3 separate regions of the Capra hircus genome follow, and all the other regions are linked to region 1. The links are chromatin contacts, called in public Hi-C maps. All regions are on one chromosome and are shown on one strand. Each heading gives the region's core, a stretch centred on a gene start, on an enhancer-like site or on the middle of the called end of the contact. The rest is flanking DNA. Distances are from core to core; before and after follow the strand shown.

The links. Hi-C and Micro-C count contacts between places; a contact is called where the count stands out from the background.
Region 2: a Hi-C map of liver shows a contact between it and region 1, with 4 times the contacts expected there. The contact joins two enhancer-like sites. A contact is called at or near these places in 2 of 5 Hi-C or Micro-C datasets (blood and liver).
Region 3: a contact with region 1 is called in a Hi-C map of liver, with 2.1 times the contacts expected there. The contact joins two enhancer-like sites. A contact is called at or near these places in 2 of 5 Hi-C or Micro-C datasets (blood and liver).

What each region holds. Positions count from the first base shown.
Region 1 is chr28:37,962,167-37,964,877 of ARS1.2, forward strand. No RefSeq gene overlaps it. Among named protein-coding and RNA genes, the nearest start is that of IRF2BP2, 9.5 kb to the left of the region's middle. Within about 2 kb of position 1,390, at least 5 of the 5 cell types and tissues checked have an H3K27ac peak or open chromatin away from gene starts, as enhancers often do.
Region 2 is chr28:38,061,998-38,064,708 of ARS1.2, forward strand. No RefSeq gene overlaps it. Among named protein-coding and RNA genes, the nearest start is that of TARBP1, 22 kb to the right of the region's middle. Within about 2 kb of position 1,339, at least 5 of the 5 cell types and tissues checked have an H3K27ac peak or open chromatin away from gene starts, as enhancers often do.
Region 3 is chr28:38,043,363-38,046,073 of ARS1.2, forward strand. No RefSeq gene overlaps it. Among named protein-coding and RNA genes, the nearest start is that of TARBP1, 40 kb to the right of the region's middle. Within about 2 kb of position 1,364, at least 3 of the 5 cell types and tissues checked have an H3K27ac peak or open chromatin away from gene starts, as enhancers often do.

The DNA of each region.
Region 1 (2,711 bases), core at 140-2,639:
CGTATATTTCTCTGCCATTTAGAAAACAGTTTTCCTGTGACAGTGCAAGCAGAATATTTTGCACTGTAAATGTGGCGATCTCGCCAAGAAAAACAAAAATCCTGAAACATTTCCCCGGAGCGAAGGGCCTAAATTTATTTTAATGTATGGAAAGAGTTTTTGTAACTCAAATTACTTTTATTTTTAACTCAAATTATTTTTAAGCTCAAAATCACTGAGCTTTATTTTCCTTTATCGTAGGATTTTAAAATATTAAACCGTACCAGTGAGAGTTGTGCAGAGAAGTGAAACGTAGGAGTAAGGATTGTCTAGGACTTGAATAAATCAGCATTTCTTTACACACAGCCTTGGCCTTGGGCCCTTCATGTTCTCTACAGCGTGAGAGAGCTGCAAAGTAGAAAGAGGCTGCTGCATGCCTTAACCCAAGTTGTTACTCCAGCCTCCAAACAGCAATTTGATTAGCTTTTTTTCGGTGATAAAAGATAAAGATTTATTGTAACTCACATACAATTGAAATCAGAATTTCACAGGAGGGTCACAGTCATTAGGGAAGTTTTGGAATACTACTGTCTTAACAAGCACCATATGGGCTGTCGCTGTTATTATTTAACACCTATTAAGGAGGCACATTACTCTAGGCTTTGAACAGCTGAGAGGCCATAGCCCCCACCGTCCTTGGAGTTCCAGTCGATGCCGAAGGTAGGGTGCGTGTTTTCTGGATGAAGGGCGCGTACCGACAAGACTTAACGGTGAGTTGGTTTCTTTCCAGGAGTTGGAAAGTATAGTCAGAGCTAAATTCTTCTATAGAGAACCGACTCTCTTCCGGAGCTTACATCCGGAACTTTGGTGGAATTCTGACATAGGAACACAAGCCTATACTCAAGGCGCTTTAATTAGGTCCAACGGGCAGCCATCACGCACCAAAGGGGCCACGGGACACCATTTTCTTCATGTAAATCAAGAGGCCGGTTGAAAATATGGGAGCTAGGTCGTAACTGTGAAACTGTAGATCTTTTTCCACTTTTTATGGTTGCTCAGAATGGCGTTTTTTAAAAGGAAGAAAACAACCGCCGGTTCAGCCAAGCCCTGTTGACTCGAGGGGAAGGAAAGGGGCGGAGGCTCCCGGACTCTCCAGCCGCCTGCGTAAAGGCCTTCGCCCACGAGGAGACCTTGCTGTGGTTTCCAGTGCTGCACCCTGACTCACGCCGCGCCCGTATTTATTTATTCTAGAACTTTTTCCCGGGCAGCACAAACGGCACAGCGCCGCTCCCCGCGCCGCTATCTGCGCACGTGGCTCCGCGCGACCCCGCGGCGGGACCCGGCGGCGGGCGGGGCCGGGGCGGGGCCAGAGGGCCGGGGGCGGGCCCATGGCGGGGCGGGGCCGGGCCCGGACCCGGAAGCAGCGGCGGCGCACCCGCCCCGCAAGGCCTCCCTGGCCCATCCCGCACTGAGCGCCAGGCCCAAGGGCGAGCCAGCTGCAGCGGCTATAATTAGAGGGGAGCTGCGGCCCTGCCGAGCCTGAGCCCTCGCGCCCCCCGCCGGCGTTCCTGGGAGGAATGTGCGGGCGCGAGGCCGTGCGTTGCCGCCAGCGCGCTCCCTGGACGGTCACCTCGTGATGGACCAAATAAAGTAAAAGGTCTGGCTCCTGCTGAGCGAGGCCGAGCAAGCGACCCGGGAGCCAGCCCAGGGGTGTGGCGAGCCCTCGGCTGCCCAGAAAAGATCAAACGCTCGTCGGCAACAGCCGTGCCTGCCGCCTGCGAGGGTCCTTACGCGGGCCAACCAGTACAGGGTAGATTTGTCTTAAGTTGGAGATGGCACATGACAAGAGCGGCCCCAAATGTCACTCCCATTTTGGAAATCATGATGCTGCCTTTTTTTTTTTTTTTAAAGACTGTGGCTATAATAAGGCAAATGTTCCATGCTGGTGGAGTAAGCACTCATGCTTAAGGGGCAACTGTATTAGCAAAAAACACTGATGCACGGTACACGTTAATACAAATGTATTTATTAAGTAAATCTCAGGGTGTGCTCCTGTGGGTACTACCAAGCCAGATTAAGTCTGTAACAACTGACTGCTAAAAGAGAGTCGTCTTTTTAGAGAAAAACTTATACCTTAGAAAAATTTTTTTTCTACTAGTGGGCCCTTGAGGTGCCACCAATTAATTAACTTCTAATTTTTGTTAATTATTGAATTTAATACTCTGTAGCAGTATCTTCCAAAATAATAATAAGCATGAGCCCATCCTTTTAACAAAATGACTCTTCATTACTAGCCTTGGGGCAGGGGCCTAGGAGCTTCACTGTGATCTAAGAGTTGTATAACATTTTCGGACATTGTTTAAGAAAGAATTGCAGAAGATAGACAGGAATCTAAAAAAAAATTAAATCTTTGCTCCAGGCTTAAGAATACCTAGACACAACCCTACTAAAAGACTGCCTTCATCAACATATTTTTCTTTCTAGATAGCAGGCACAAAAACCAGTTTAGAAGCTTGAGATGGAAATCATACAAAACAGTCCACTCCTTATATATTTTATCGAGGAACCTGGAAGCCTTTTCGGTGGAAATTTGATTCCTAGGAAGTTATTCTGGCTGGAGCCTGTTTTTCTTGACACAGTAGCGATGTACTCACAGCCTGCTCTGCTCCTTCACAAAGCTCTGAGGGGAAACTATGTTGAGAGATACAAATTCAAGTTTTTGTGAAAACACA
Region 2 (2,711 bases), core at 89-2,588, 100 kb after region 1:
GTTTCCGGTGTGTAATGAAAACCGAAACCCAGTGTTGGGTTTCCTTACCAAATTCACACAGCGCTGGTCATGACAAGGGACTAAGTGTGAGGTGGCAGGGCAGAGCTAGGACACACAGCCATCAGTTCTATTTCTAGCTCGGCCACCGGCTTGCTGTGTGGCCTGAGGCCAGTCCCCTACCCTCACGCCTGCAGTTACCTGCCTCCAGTATAGAGGGGGAGCTTTTCACCAGAAAGTTAGCTTTCTGGTTCAGAAAGGTGTTTTGAGATAGTAGCATTCCTCTGCATCATTTTTAGTTATAGCACAGAGGCACTTGAGAATATTATGACCATCCCACTTGTGTGTATTATCCATTTTTAAAAATATTTAAATAAAATTGAAACAAAATCTATTCCATTTATTTAGGCCCTCTGTCTGCATTCTGAAGTCTTGCTCTTATTTCTTTCTAAGCTTCAGCTTTTGATTCCAGGCACATTTATATTTACAATTATAGAGAACAGTGCGGAAGGGATTATTGCATGATTTAGAGGGTTTATCTAAATGACCTCCCAGACCTCTCCTAACTCAAAGGTTCTGTGAGTCTATGAAATGCCTTGACGAAGGAGAACAAACCCAGGCCTTCAAGTCCAAAATACCTGTGTCTATTTTCTAGCTCTCGCATTTACTGGCTGTGTGACTTCTGGCGAGCGACTTAACCTCTCTGAGCCCAGATTTCTCATCTGAAAACCTGGGGCAATGCCAAATACTAAGTCGTTGTCAGGAAGATGAAATAATAAAGTACTTTTCAGACATGGGACAGGGTGCCAGACAAAGAGTAGGTGCCAAGGTTTTGCTTGTCTTGATTCACACACGTTTCTGATTGGGTCAAAAATGTAGGTCATATTTGAATATTGCCTTTGTCTTCCCTTTCAGGGCCCTACTTCAGAAAGAGAAAGAAGGAAATAAAAAGTGACTCGCTGAGGCCCTTCTGAAAGCATCACCCATATATTGAAATATTCCTTCCAGTCAAAAACTAGGTTATTAATTATACATTGCTATTGGAACAGAAAATAAGAAGAGGCTTCACTGCTTATGACCCAGAACTTGACCATTGTTTGATTTCGATTATTTCCTGCTATCTGCGTAATGTATCCCAAATGTGAGATTTGCAGTGTTGAGAGTCCAACCAACTGTAGCCTGAATGATTGTCCGTAATATTTAGTAAATGCCCTGGAATGACTGTTCATTTCCACTCCAGGCAGCGCATTTCTGGGGGATTATTTCACTGCATGGGTGGCCCAAGTCCCTTGGCCTTCAGCCTCACAGCTCATTCCACAGCTCTGGGCAAGCAGCAACCACCCCAAAACGCGAGTCTTTCTTCCCGGCCCCAGTGGCATGAGTAACATCATTAACTCTTTGGGGCTGAGGTCTGGGATGACGTCAAAATCTTCCACCCCACTGTGTTAGCTGACAGAATACCAGAGTAACAAAGTTTTGGCAGTTTGTTTTCACGCCAGCAACGTGCCTGCCCTCATACACAATCTTGGGATATTTTTTTCCTCTTCTTTTCCAGCAGGATTGTGGGTTTCAAAATGGAAGCAAAGTCCTCCCCGCGTCTAGCTCCAGTTCTGAGAACAAATGGGCAAGAAGGCTCCGAAATTCTACAGACAAGGGGAAATGCTGCTGACGTGTCCCCGCGAGGGACAGGACAGGAAGAGCACAGCTGTGCCGTGTGCCGTTTCACATGCTCCTCTGCCGATGAGCTTTGTAAAGTGTAAAAACGTTGCAGGGCGCTCCCTAAGAGGAGACACACAAACACATTTCCTCTGGGCCCCGGGCCAGCGCTGGGGCAGGCAGAGGCCGCGCAAGTGCACTGTGGATGCCGCGCGCCATCTGGTGGCCAGGAGGTGACATTGCGGGCACCATCCGGGCTTTTACACCATTGATCTGCAGTCATTTCACGGAAGGAGCAATTTTGTTCAGTTGCTCAGTCGTGTCCAACTATTTGCGACCCCTTGGACTGCAGCACGCCAGGCTTCCCTGTCCTTTACCATCTCGCAGAGCTTCCTCAAATTCATGTCCATTGAGTCGGTGATACCATCCAACCATCTCGTACTCTGTTGTCCCCTTCTCCTTCTGCCTTCAATCTTTTCCACCATCAGGATCTTTTCTAACGAGGTGGCCAAGTATTGGAGCTTCAGCTTCAGCATCAGTCCTTCCAATGAATATTCAGGGTTGGTTTCCTTTAGGATTGACTGATTTGAGCTCCTTGCAGTTCGAGGGATTCTCAAGCGTCTTCTCCAGCACCGCAATTCAAAAGCATTGTTTCTTTGACACTCAGCCTTCTTTATAGTCCAACTCTCACATCCATACATGACTACTGGAAAAACCATAGCTTTGAATAAAGGACCCTTTGTTGGCAAAGTAATGTCTCTGCTTTTTAATATGCTGTCTAGGTTGGTCAGAGCTTTTCTTCCAAGGAGCAAGTGTCTTTTAATTTCATGGCTGCAGTCACCATCTGCAGTGATTTTGGAGCCAAAGAAAATAAAGTCTCTCACTGTTTCCATTGTTTCCCCATCTATTTGCCATGAAGTGTTGGGACTGGGCGCCATGATCTTTGTCTTCTTAATGTTGAGTTTTAAGCCAGCTTTTTCACTCTCCTCTTTCACTTTCATCAAGAGGCTCTTTAGTCCTTCGCTTTCTGCCATAAGGGTGGTGTCATCTGCATATCT
Region 3 (2,711 bases), core at 114-2,613, 81 kb after region 1:
AGTGCCTGGCATGAAAGTGATGGATACACCTCAACTCCTGTTACTGTTAGCACATAGAGAACTTCACCAGACAGAATTCATAAAAGAATTTACTTGATTGTTTTTTAAAGGGTCTTCTTGGATGTGGACCATTTGTGAAGTCTTTATTGAATTTGTTGCAATGTTGTTTCTGTTTTTATGTTTTGTTTTCTTGGCCAAGAGGCATGTGGGATCTCAGCTCCCCGACTAGGAATTGAACCTGCCCCCACTGCAATGGGAGGTGAAATCTTAACCACTGGATCACCAGGGAAGTCCCAGGAGACCATTTAGAAGGACAAACCTTTGCAGTTAGCAAGTCATCAACATCTGGTCTTGGTGAAAAGGAAGGGCAGCTGCAGACAAGGAGACCGACCGGTGGAAACAACACAGATGACCTACACCTTGATGGGGCTACATATCAACATTGATCCCTTATAGAGGGTGGAGCCAGCCTATCCTAGCTGGGGAACCCCAAATTCTGCTTTCAGTGACCTACAGCCCTGGCTGGGGGCACCTAGGTCTAGCAAGCAGTCCAACCACAGGGCATGACTGCAGGGAAAAGACAGAAGCAGCACAAAAGAACGGGGGACTTCCCTGATGATCCAATGGTTCGAATCCACGTTCCAGTGCAGGGGACATGGATTCCATCCCTGGGGGAGGAACTAAGACTCCTCATGCCAGGTGGCAACTCAGCCCCGGAGCCACAACCACTGAGCCCATGCTCCACAAGAGAACCTCAGGCGCTGCAACTAGAGAAAAGCCTGAATGCCACAACAAAGACCCAGCAAAGGCAAAAAAAAAAAAAAAAAAAGGAATGGTGGCATTCTCATGGCTGCGGTGCAGAGAGGGTTTGACTGATCTCTGAGAAGAGGACCTAGTGTTTTTCACGATCACTATATTCCAGATGCAAACATTCTCAGGCAGGAGAATGGTCCCTAAAGGATTGGTCTACCAACTGAAGAGTGAGAAACTGTTTATAGAGTCACGCCTGGACTTCCTCGAACATTCCTCCTGCACACACTCATGGACACAGACGTGCACACGGGGTGCCTGACCGAGGGGCAGGGGGACCCAGCTGGTGGCTCAGACGGTAAAGCGTATGTCTATGATGCAGGAGACCCGGGTTCGATCCCTGGGTCGGGAAGATCCCCTGGAGAAGGAAATGGCAATCCACTCCAGTACTATTGCCTGGAAAATCCCATGGACAGAGGAGCCAGGTAGGCTACAGTCCATGGGGTCGCAAAGAGTCGGACACGACTGAGCAACTTCACTTTCACTACGCTGGCCAGAGCTCCCTGGGGTCCTTAGTACCTGGAGAAGTGACAGAAGAGGCGAGGGCTGGCCTCACCGCACCAAGGATCAGCTAAACGAACCTGGTACCCAGAGTTTTCCTTTCCCTGCAGAGGGACTGGAGCTGAGAGACTGGAACACAGGAAAAACTGGAATATCCCCATTTTCCTTCCCCAGTGTCTCTCTGGCGGTCATGACAACAGAGAGGAGGCTGACGGGGGTGGATCAATCTTTCTCCGGCTCTGGAGTGAGTCATTTGGCAAATAGCTTCATGTGGAAGTTACAAAACCTCTTGGGTCACCTATGGAAACCCCAGTGTTCAGAAACCACAGCAAAGTTTCTGTTTGTTTTTGGGTTTGTTTTTTTTTTTGCTGTTGAGCTCACTTCCGCAGCGGCAGGGATACAGGCGAATCACAAACCGCACACCGACCGCGCACATGCGTTCCACCTGCGGATGGACACGCTGCCTTCGGCCAGGAGGACCCCGGAAGTCCCTTCCATCCGCCGTTACAGTTTCTTTGGTGTGTTGCCTATTGGGTCTCTGTTGTACTGATTTGTCCAGGCCACTCCCAAGATGGGGGAGCTGCTACGGTCCTCTGAGGGACCTTTCCCGTGGAGCCCGGAGAAAGCTATTACTATAGACATGTTTTAAGGGGGAATTTGCTTGCTTTGTGTTCCCTACACAGATTTTAGGGGTTTCTTTTACCCCCTTGGGGATAAAAATCATTACAAGAAAAACCCACAAAACTTTTGACGCCTGTGGTATTTCTGCTGTTTCGGCTTTTAGTCCACTGAAATTATTTTGGAAACAAAGTAGCTCTCAATTTTTCAATAGCCACCTTCTATCCCAGTGGCTGCCACGTATACAAATTCAGTCACTCAGGAAGTATTTTTGAGCATTGCCTATGATCCAGGGACTGTTGAGTTTGCTGAGTATACAGCTTTGAACAACACTGATAACACTTCTTGGTTTCAGGAAGCTTACATCACAGTAATAACTAAAAAAACTTCACAGATATGCTATGAACTGAAACCAGAATTAGGGCTGGATAAAGACCCACTTAAACTTAATGGCCTACCTTTATTAATATATATGCAACTATTGTTCTCAAGTCATTGTTAGTGTACACAAGGGGCTTACCTGGTGGCTCAGTTGGCAAACAGTCTGCCTGCAGTGCAAAAGACCAAGTTCCATACCTGGGTCAGGAAGATCCCCTGGAGAAAGAAATGGCAACCCACTTCAAGTATTCTTGCCTGGGAAATCTCACGGACAGAGGAGCCTGGCAGCATACAGCCCACAGGGTCGGAAAGAGTTGGACAAGACTTAGGGACTAAAGGTACCTACCTACTAGTGTACATGGATATACAACAGGCATCCCCCCAACGTGGCAGGGGGGTGGAGG